Regions from separate parts of the Gadus morhua genome. Here region 2 is linked to region 1. Evidence: chromatin contacts called from public Hi-C data. All regions are on one chromosome and are shown on one strand. Each heading gives the region's core, a stretch centred on a gene start, on an enhancer-like site or on the middle of the called end of the contact. The rest is flanking DNA. Distances are from core to core; before and after follow the strand shown.

Evidence for each region. A called contact is a pair of places that touch in the nucleus more often than the background predicts.
Region 2: a contact with region 1 is called in a Hi-C map of heart, with 5 times the contacts expected there. The contact joins the promoter of rlig1 here to the promoter of si:dkey-106n21.1 in region 1. A contact is called at or near these places in 3 of 6 Hi-C or Micro-C datasets (gill, gonad and heart).

What each region holds. Positions count from the first base shown.
Region 1 is chr9:4,105,082-4,109,305 of gadMor3.0, forward strand. It overlaps si:dkey-106n21.1 (solute carrier family 23 member 1), which reads left to right and starts at 1,732. Exons shown (of 12, transcript XM_030366879.1): 1 at 1,732-2,467. The coding sequence starts at 2,396.
Region 2 is chr9:4,299,517-4,303,966 of gadMor3.0, forward strand. It overlaps rlig1 (RNA 5'-phosphate and 3'-OH ligase 1), which reads right to left and starts at 1,340. Exons shown (of 7, transcript XM_030365578.1): 1 at 1,126-1,340; 2 at 820-937; 3 at 559-654; 4 at 1-22. The coding sequence starts at 1,215. lyve1b (lymphatic vessel endothelial hyaluronic receptor 1b) reads right to left here. Exons shown (of 6, transcript XM_030367010.1): 3 at 3,932-4,074; 4 at 2,973-3,476; 5 at 2,496-2,574; 6 at 1,503-1,930. The coding sequence ends at 1,732.

The DNA.
Region 1 (4,224 bases), core at 482-2,981:
ACATGGTTCGTTTATTTATTTCCTTCTTCCGCCTGTACCTCGCCAAGATCCGAAATATAATCTCTTACACCTAGGTATGTTAATCAGTATGTATGTGCCTTCACATGTCCTGGATATTTAATTAGACATGGGATTATCTATGGATTTGTTGGGTTAGGGTTCATTGAGAAGTTAACACATGGGCCTACCTTTCATTTGCCTATCAGGTCAAAAATAATCTATAATGTATTAACTAATTTAATTAACTTGTTCATGCAGTGTACTGGGACGGTATTTTGGCACAGGATCCACCAAACATTTTTCCATTATTTTGCCATGTACACAATGTAGATGATTAACATTCTCTCTTTTTATAGTAGCCTACATTAATCCAGCGCTTTCCGGCTACTAATGAAAGTGAGAAAACATGCAGGCAGCAAAGAAAGTTATGAGTGAAGGTTGTGGCCATCAATATGGCGAGATATATATTCGTGCATATTCTTCTCAAGTGTTCTGGCTCTTTAATCGATGTGATGGGGTCATTGTGGCCTGCCCTTTAAACTAAAACTAATATTCTATGGAGCCAGCAGCGATACAAACCTGTCTGCCAGATGTTTTAACCTTGTGTTGCGTCAGGTGAGTTCCTTATGATTCACTGTATCAAATCTTCAATCTCCAACTAAGCTTAGAGAAAAGCATGGATAATATACCCTGGAAACGCCTACTCAAGACTACTTCACACAGACTCTTGTGACCGTTGCGCTGCGGACGTGAATCGATTAGGCGATCAGGAAATCCGTTTAACGTTCGGTATGTGCAGGGCCGAACTGGAGGTTTGCGTGTCCGTAGGCGAGATATTGATAATGGCCCCCATCATAATCATTTCATTTAATCGATGTAATTATTCTATAATCTAACATTTAATTGTGGGGCGTCAAATCAATATTACATATTGTACTTTAGGAACCAGAAATATCAAAGTGTGCAAGCATGAAACACAATATCGAAAAACAAAGAGTTTAAATGAATAAGGTTGATTGTCAGGATTTTATTTTATTATTTGCCTGAAAATAAAGTCTTCTTTAGGAGAAAGTCCTAGTAGCGTCTGCAGAAATCGCTATATTAGCCACGGCAAAGTGAAATATACAAAATGGTAAAATAGGACCCAGTTGTACATCACCAATAGCCATTAATAATGACGTCAACCTGTTTTAGGCTGTGTTTTTCATCACTTTTTATCATTTTCGTTGATGTTCTCTTTACATCCTGACAGCAATCAATAAATCAATGTTATTGTTTGTAAACAATAACACTGTTAGCATGTTGGTAAACAGAGAAAGTCCTATGGCCAATGGGCATTTCATTTTGAGACTTTAACATCTCTTGTGGGTGCGGGCTCGCGTCGTATAAGCTAAGCCTTAATGGGCGATTGCATCCTTTTTCCTGCGGATAATTTTTCTCACGGCTTGGATGGATCCATTTATACCTACCCGGCCACCTGCGTGCACCATTCCCTTGACCTCATTGCACATTACCAGAGTCTTCCAAACTGCTTGGCGGACTTAATGCTGAAACCAGCATGCTACTCACGTGTTTAGGAGGAGAGGCTTTGAAGGGAGGGCTGAGGCCTGGGGTCCGTTTCAAATTGTAACTTGATGTCTCCAAATACCCTACCTTTAAGAGAAATGCTGAATCTAGAGAACATGTGACATGTGACAACGTGTGTATTTTTGAGCACATTGGGATTGTAACATTATTATAGTTTTTGGTTATTTCATGTATTTACTTTGGCTCGTTGGGAGCCCACTTGCTGGTTGGAGGGGTGTGACAGGCATGGGAAACTCAAGGGCTGCACATGACCGGTAGGCTGCGACACTAAATCGACCCCCCCCGTGTGCGCGGTGAAGCCTAGCCTGGACCAGTCAGAGCAAGGGGAGCAGAGACTACAGTAGAGTCCCCAGCAGGAGCGTTCCCTCATTCCCCCGGGAAATGCGTAGTCGCAAGCGTGTACAAATAGAAAAAGAGCTTGTTTTTCCTTCGGTTTTTAACTTTTTTCGCTGTTTACTACGCTCTCTGAAGGTTCGAGAGTCCACCTGATCCTCTCTCTCAAGTGCTCTTGTTCTCTCTCTCTCTCTCTCTCTCTCTCTCTCTCTCGCTCTCTCTCTCTCTCTCTCTCTCTCTCTCTCTCTCTCTCTCTCTCTCTCTCTCTCTCTCTCTCTCTCTCTCTCTCTCTCTCTCTCGTTCCCTCTCTCTCTCGTTCCCTCTCTCTGCTCACCTGGATCAAGGAATGGTCTTTCAAAAGTTCCTCTTCTGAACCACTCCCCAAGATTTCTTGTCTTTTTTTTTTCAATTGCTATTATTTTTTTCTAACAATCGTTGTAAAAAGTTTTTTTTATTTCTGGATCTGGATTCGACCATGCATCTTTCTACGGAGCACAAGATTGAGCTAGGACTGACAGAACAAGGCATGGACAACCTTGCCTTCGCCGTGAGTACTCCTGTAGTCTACTGATGTCTTCATGTCTTTCAAGACACACACTTCTCCCTATCATCTCCTCTGGGCCAGGTCCCCTCCTCATCATCACCCATAGAGTCTAAATCAGACCTGTTGAAGTTTGGGGTTCTGTTGAAGTTCATTTTCCTCCCCTGTGGTAATGTTTCAAACCTCCTTTTCTTCTTCTTTAACAGTGGTCCCAGGGTTTTTTGTCACTGCTTGAGAGGAGAACAGAGGCATTAAGGGCATGCATAAAAGCCGTGGCAGGACGGCGAAATGGGCTTGGACCAAAGCGTGCACCGACACAGGAATTCCAATTTAGGCTATAGTTCATGTTGCGATGTATCAAAGCTGATTTAAGCTTGGAGCAAACTGTGAATAAATAAAAATGTAGGCCTAGTTACAATTATGGATCATCAAAAGAAACAGGTCAACAAGATCTAAAGACATAAAGAGAAAGATGTAAATATAGAAGAAGGAAATAAAGGGTTTGTTGTGAATGTTGTAAGGGCAGAGGTCAGACAGCATGGGGAAATGCAGGTTTTCACAGCTGTTAACCCCCCAGCCCCATACGTCTCCTAACACCAACATGTGCTGTAGAACCACTCAATTTCCGATCTATGAAAGATTTAGGAATAATAAAAACCCTGGGGTCACCAAATAAACAGGGTACAGCTGTAGGAACAAAAGAAAAGATGTGGTTTGCTTCCCCCTGTCCTTGCTGTCACGATGTACCATTTTATAGTTCTAAAAAACGGTCAAGATGGCAAGAAGAAGACGTTCGTGTGGTTCATTCTTTTTGGCTTCCAAACTAATTGACGGCACAGCGTCCTTGTTGCGTCGTTGTATTGTCATTCATACACTCATTCATGACATGTAAATGATTTGAATACATCTGGTGGAGATGAGCAAAATCTAGCGTTGACTCATTTTATCATCCAACTATGAACCCTCTGTAGGATGATGAAATATTATTTTAGTATTCCACTACTGTTTTTATTAGCTCTCTCTCATTTACACCAACTTAAGCGGCTTACATTGAGACATTAAAGCTAGGTAGAACTTTCGATAAACCAGCGAACGTATCCGACCGCAAAAACGGATCGACATGTTCAAATCATTGGTCGTCTCATACGAAACACACACAAAAGACAATATTGGCAGCGAAAGGAATTTGCCATTAAAGGTAGGATCAGTTTCAACCCCCCTCCCTTGTCCCTTGGGTTAGGACAGTGATTCTTTTGTTTTCTGTTCAATTTCCCCAGGAGTTTTTCAGTTCAAGGTCAGAGGTCAAGGGAATGTGCTCTTCATTCACTGCCAGTGTCAAGATTAAAAACCCTATGTCTTGTTTCATAACTGTGTCTCCATAACTATTTGTATGAATAAATCAACCAAGGCTTAGAATAAAATGTTTAAATGGCTGTCTGGGACAAGCACTGAGTTGAGAGGAATAATTAATCATTGAAAGAACACATTTAGTATTAGTTTACAGTCAAACATAAATGACGAAAGTCTACTGTTATTCTATGTGTCCCTTTTAAGCATGGTTTGGTCTTTATGGGTAAACCAAATGACGCATTGTGTTTTACCTATTGTTCTGTGAATGTAAAGATGAGTCCTGAATACCTAGAATTCAACAATAAATTGTTAAAAAGTTAGTTTACTGGATAAACCAATAAGTGTATACATTACAACTGTGAATATAAGGTTACTGCTACCTGTCCCAGGGTACTTTTAACCGTCCCAAGGTA
Region 2 (4,450 bases), core at 90-2,589, 190 kb after region 1:
TCCTCTACCTTCCATGTGAAACCTGGTCAACGAGAATAACACACACAAACAACCCACCGCAATCATAAGTCAGTTCCTAGTTGTTATGGATTTGATTTAAGCCATAACAATTGGCATTAAAACATGACAGTTTGCATACGACATTTCTGTCACAACCCGAGCAGCGCAATGCTCCAAATATCCGTGACCTACAACGCTTATTGAATAATCGTGACCAATTGGAGGAAAGTCATCTGGGTTTCATTTAGACTAATCACATTGGGGTGAATCTAAACTTGCAAGACATATATTGTATGCTCTTGTTTGGACTACTCTCAATGACGTCAACGACTATAACAGTACTTCCTTAACCAACCTCAATATGTAAAGGGTTTTCAGTCTCAAGTGGTATGAAGATTTGTGATTCATCTTTTGTTTGTTTGCTACAACTGAAATTAGAGGCATTCCTCAGATATCATTACTGCTCACCAACTACATTCAAATCAACGCCGAGCCCACTGATGAGGACACATCAGGCTTAAAAGTATGCTTGCTTAAGTAAGAGAACACTTACAATACCTTTAGAACTTTTGTGAGAATGCTGATATTTTTTGAAGCTCTTGTCGGCTAGTTTGGTAGGCTTTCGGTCCAGTCGAGCCCAGAGATATGGTTGCCCTGTAAAAACCCAAGGAATAACAAGAGTGGTTATTTGGCTTTCAGTTGAGTGAAACAACCAATGGAGAACAGCTGCAAGAGAATTTAGACAACATTTTGTGATTTGAGTACACCCAATATTAGTGCCATATCCAACCTTTCTGGGGTTGCATAGCGAACCTTTACCTTCATAATATGTCACATAGCAGCAGGTGCCATCCAGTTTTTCTGTGGCCAGCGCACTCTCCACGTTAGATTCTAACGCCAAGGGGTTGAGGTGTTCAGTGGCAATAACCTGAAACGGCTACAGAAAGAAAAGAACTGGGATAAATATGGAAGATAATCAATCAGGATTAATGAATGATATTCCATAGCTAGCCCTGTAGTAAGTTGGCGGACTGTATCATAAAAGGGCCGATAGAGAAAAGGGGTCAAGAAGCCCATGACTATGTTTTGATTTGGGATTCAAGTTTTTCTAAGCTAAACACAGACCTGGCCAAGCCGTTTTCTGGATTGTTCCTGTTTCACTTCCGTCAAAAATAAACATGGCACTTTCTGTTGAACTGAACTGAGACGTGGCATGTCTTATTCGCGTTGTTATTACAGTAGGAGGACAGCTAAGTGCTGATGTTGCTCAGAAAATGTGTGCTAGCATCAGTAGGTCCATGCGCTTGCTAGTGACAGCTGAGTCCTCTACGCATGCGCGAGGAATTGTGGGTATCGTAGTTCTAGGGAACATTTTTGTAGGAACGTTTAGGCTACCGATTGAGGATTTAAGAAGTGGACACAATAAATTGTATATTGAGCCACCAATCGAATTCAAGTATAAAAATATATTAAATATTTTTTTGGAATAAATGAAACACGACTTGAACCATGAATGTTTTTATTATTTTATTTTATAAAACAATGTGAATACATTTAATGATACACTTTTCCTCACCAGAAAATAGAACATGAATAATGAACCAACCCTCTTTTTCTGAAAAGAACTCACGCACACAGTCCCTCACACAAACACACAAGTAAACGCTCAAAAAAACTGTTCCAAGGCTTTTACCGCTTTACAGAAACTGCTGTAAAAAGCAGCCACTCCACCTACAACGCGGCGATGGTGTTGTTGTCTGATGGACGGATGCATGGTTTGGCCTCGTTGGCGTTCTTGCCTTCGGTCTTTGCCTCCTCTGACAGTTGGGTCTGCAGGTGCGTATCACTCTCTTGCTTCGACATCTCGGTCTCCGCCTCATCCCTAGTCTGCCGGGGTCGGGCCCGCGGCGGGGGAAATAAAAACCTTTGCCTGAGGGGACCAGAACAAACGACCAATGGACCAATGAAAAACCTTTACCATTTTTGGGGTGAATTGATATGGAAATAAGCATTCAAAAATACCTTAAATACTTTATATATTTACAGACAGACAGACAGACAGACAGACAGACAGACAGACAGACAGACAGACAGACAGACAGACAGACAGACAGACAGACAGACAGGGAGAGAGGGAGAGAGGGAGACAGGGAGAGAGGGAGACTGAGAGACAGGGAGAGAGGGAGACTGAGAGACAGGGAGAGAGGGAGACTGAGGGACAGACAGACAGACAGACAGGGAGAGAGGGAGACTGAGAGACAGGGAGACTGAGAGACAGACAGGGAGACTGAGAGACAGGGAGAGAGGGAGACTGAGAGACAGACAGACAGGGAGAGAGGGAGACTGAGAGACAGACTGACAGACAGACAGACAGACAGACAGACAGACAGACAGACAGACAGACAGACATCTATATAATCTTAACTTATATTTTCTTATTGTATTAAGGGAGGGAGGGATGGGGGGCTACCATACTTCCTGCTGATCTTACTCACAGTTTGCAGTACCAGGAGGCAGCGGCAATAGAGACCACCAGAACAACAAGTCCCACCACAATAAGAGCCACCTGGAGGCCTGGGGGAGAAACGCCACAACACAGAGGCTCTGATCAACATCTGCCACAAAAACGTGGAGAGACACCAATCCCCCTGTATCCAAGCAGCAAATGTGTCCAGGTTTGCTAAATGCGGCAGCGACGTCGACGGTGCATCTCGTTAAAAGTTAAAGTCTATCGTAGGCCAGAAGTTGAGGCTAATATTTAACTAAATACATCACCCATACAGAAATAATCGTACGGTAGTAAGAAAAAGCTCGTTATAAGAAAATAACAAGTATAATTATTTGGAACGGAAGAACACAGAGTGGTCAAAATCCAAAATCCATAAAATCCACAGGTTTAACACTTTGACACTTTGCTGATGTGTGGTTCATGTGTTTGTGTATTTTTTGGGGGGGGGGGTGGTGTTATTTACCTCCTAAAGACCCCTTGGAGGGGTGGAGGAGCTTGTTCTCAGAGGGGCTTCTCGTGGTGGTGGTGGTGGTGGTGGTGGTGGTGGTGGTGGTGGGGCTGGTGGAGGAGGAGGGGTGTAGAAGGAAGCTAGATAAGCTGGAGGCCCGCACAGGGGTAGCAGGGGTGGATTTCCGCTTCCTGGCGGGGGTCCTCGAGGTCACCACGCGATGCGTACCACGAGGAGCCGTCGAGGGGAGCGGGAGTGAGGAGGTGCTGGACGTAGCGAGGGAAGAAGGGGAGGAGGAAGAGGAAGAATACCAAGAGGAACGCCCAGTCGGTTTTGGCGAACGAACGGGATCACGAGGAGCAGGTCTCGGGGGGGATCTCCGTCGTGGTTTGGTTGAGGGTGGAGTCTGGGTGTGTCTGGGTACTTGGGTGGGGGAGGCGGTGGGCCGGGCATAACGCTTCCTCGTTGCTGTAGCCGTTGGCTTGAAGGCCGCAGCGATGGCGGTTGTGGTGGGTGCATCTGCGTTTGAATAAGACAGCTTCATAGTTATTGACAGAATATGAAATGCAATATTTAAATGCATAACTTACATTTCTTAACCAAACATAACCCCAACATATTTCCATGTAGAGACAGACAGACAGACAGACAGACAGACAGACAGACAGACAGACAGACAGACAGACAGGCAGACAGAGAGAGAGAGAGAGAGAGAGAGAGAGATATAGTTATAGACATAGATATAGATATAGATAGATAGATAGATATAGATAGATAGATAGATCGATCGATCGATAGATAGATAGATCGATAGAGAGATCGATAGATAGATAGATAGATAGATAGATAGATAGATAGATAGATAGATAGATAGATAGATAGATAGATAGATAGATAGATAGATAGATAGATAGATAGATAGATAGATAGATAGATAGATAGATAGATAGATAGATAGATAGATGATACTTTACCTTCTGGTTTGAAGCAGAAAGCGGTAAAGCGCTTGCTTTCCGGCACACTCCAAGTGCCCAACCCTACTACGCTCTTCCCACAGTTCTGTTCTGGGGTTATGCGTGGGATGATCCCTTTCTTCACATCATCCGTCCATCCAAAGCTGTTCACAGAAAAGCGGCACAGAGGCTTGGTACGATTTATTTGCTTTCTCACTGAAATGTATCGTCCAGCGTCAACCAAGGATGTATATTTTAATATTTTAATTAGAATGACTAAATGTCATGTTATTATGATATTTGTCCCAATCCTAACCACTGCAATGGTTAAGATTAATGCAAATATATCGTTACATTTTGTGGTTTTAATATTTAATAATTCTTGATACTGGTGTATACAGACCTAATCTGGATCATCTTTTCATATAATGCAGGCTACTGTGTTTTTGTGTTATTTCATTTTCTATCTTGCAGTGGCAAAGCTAGACCTTTTTTGTGTTTTTTTTTACACAAGCAATGAGAGGATGGATGTTGTACACT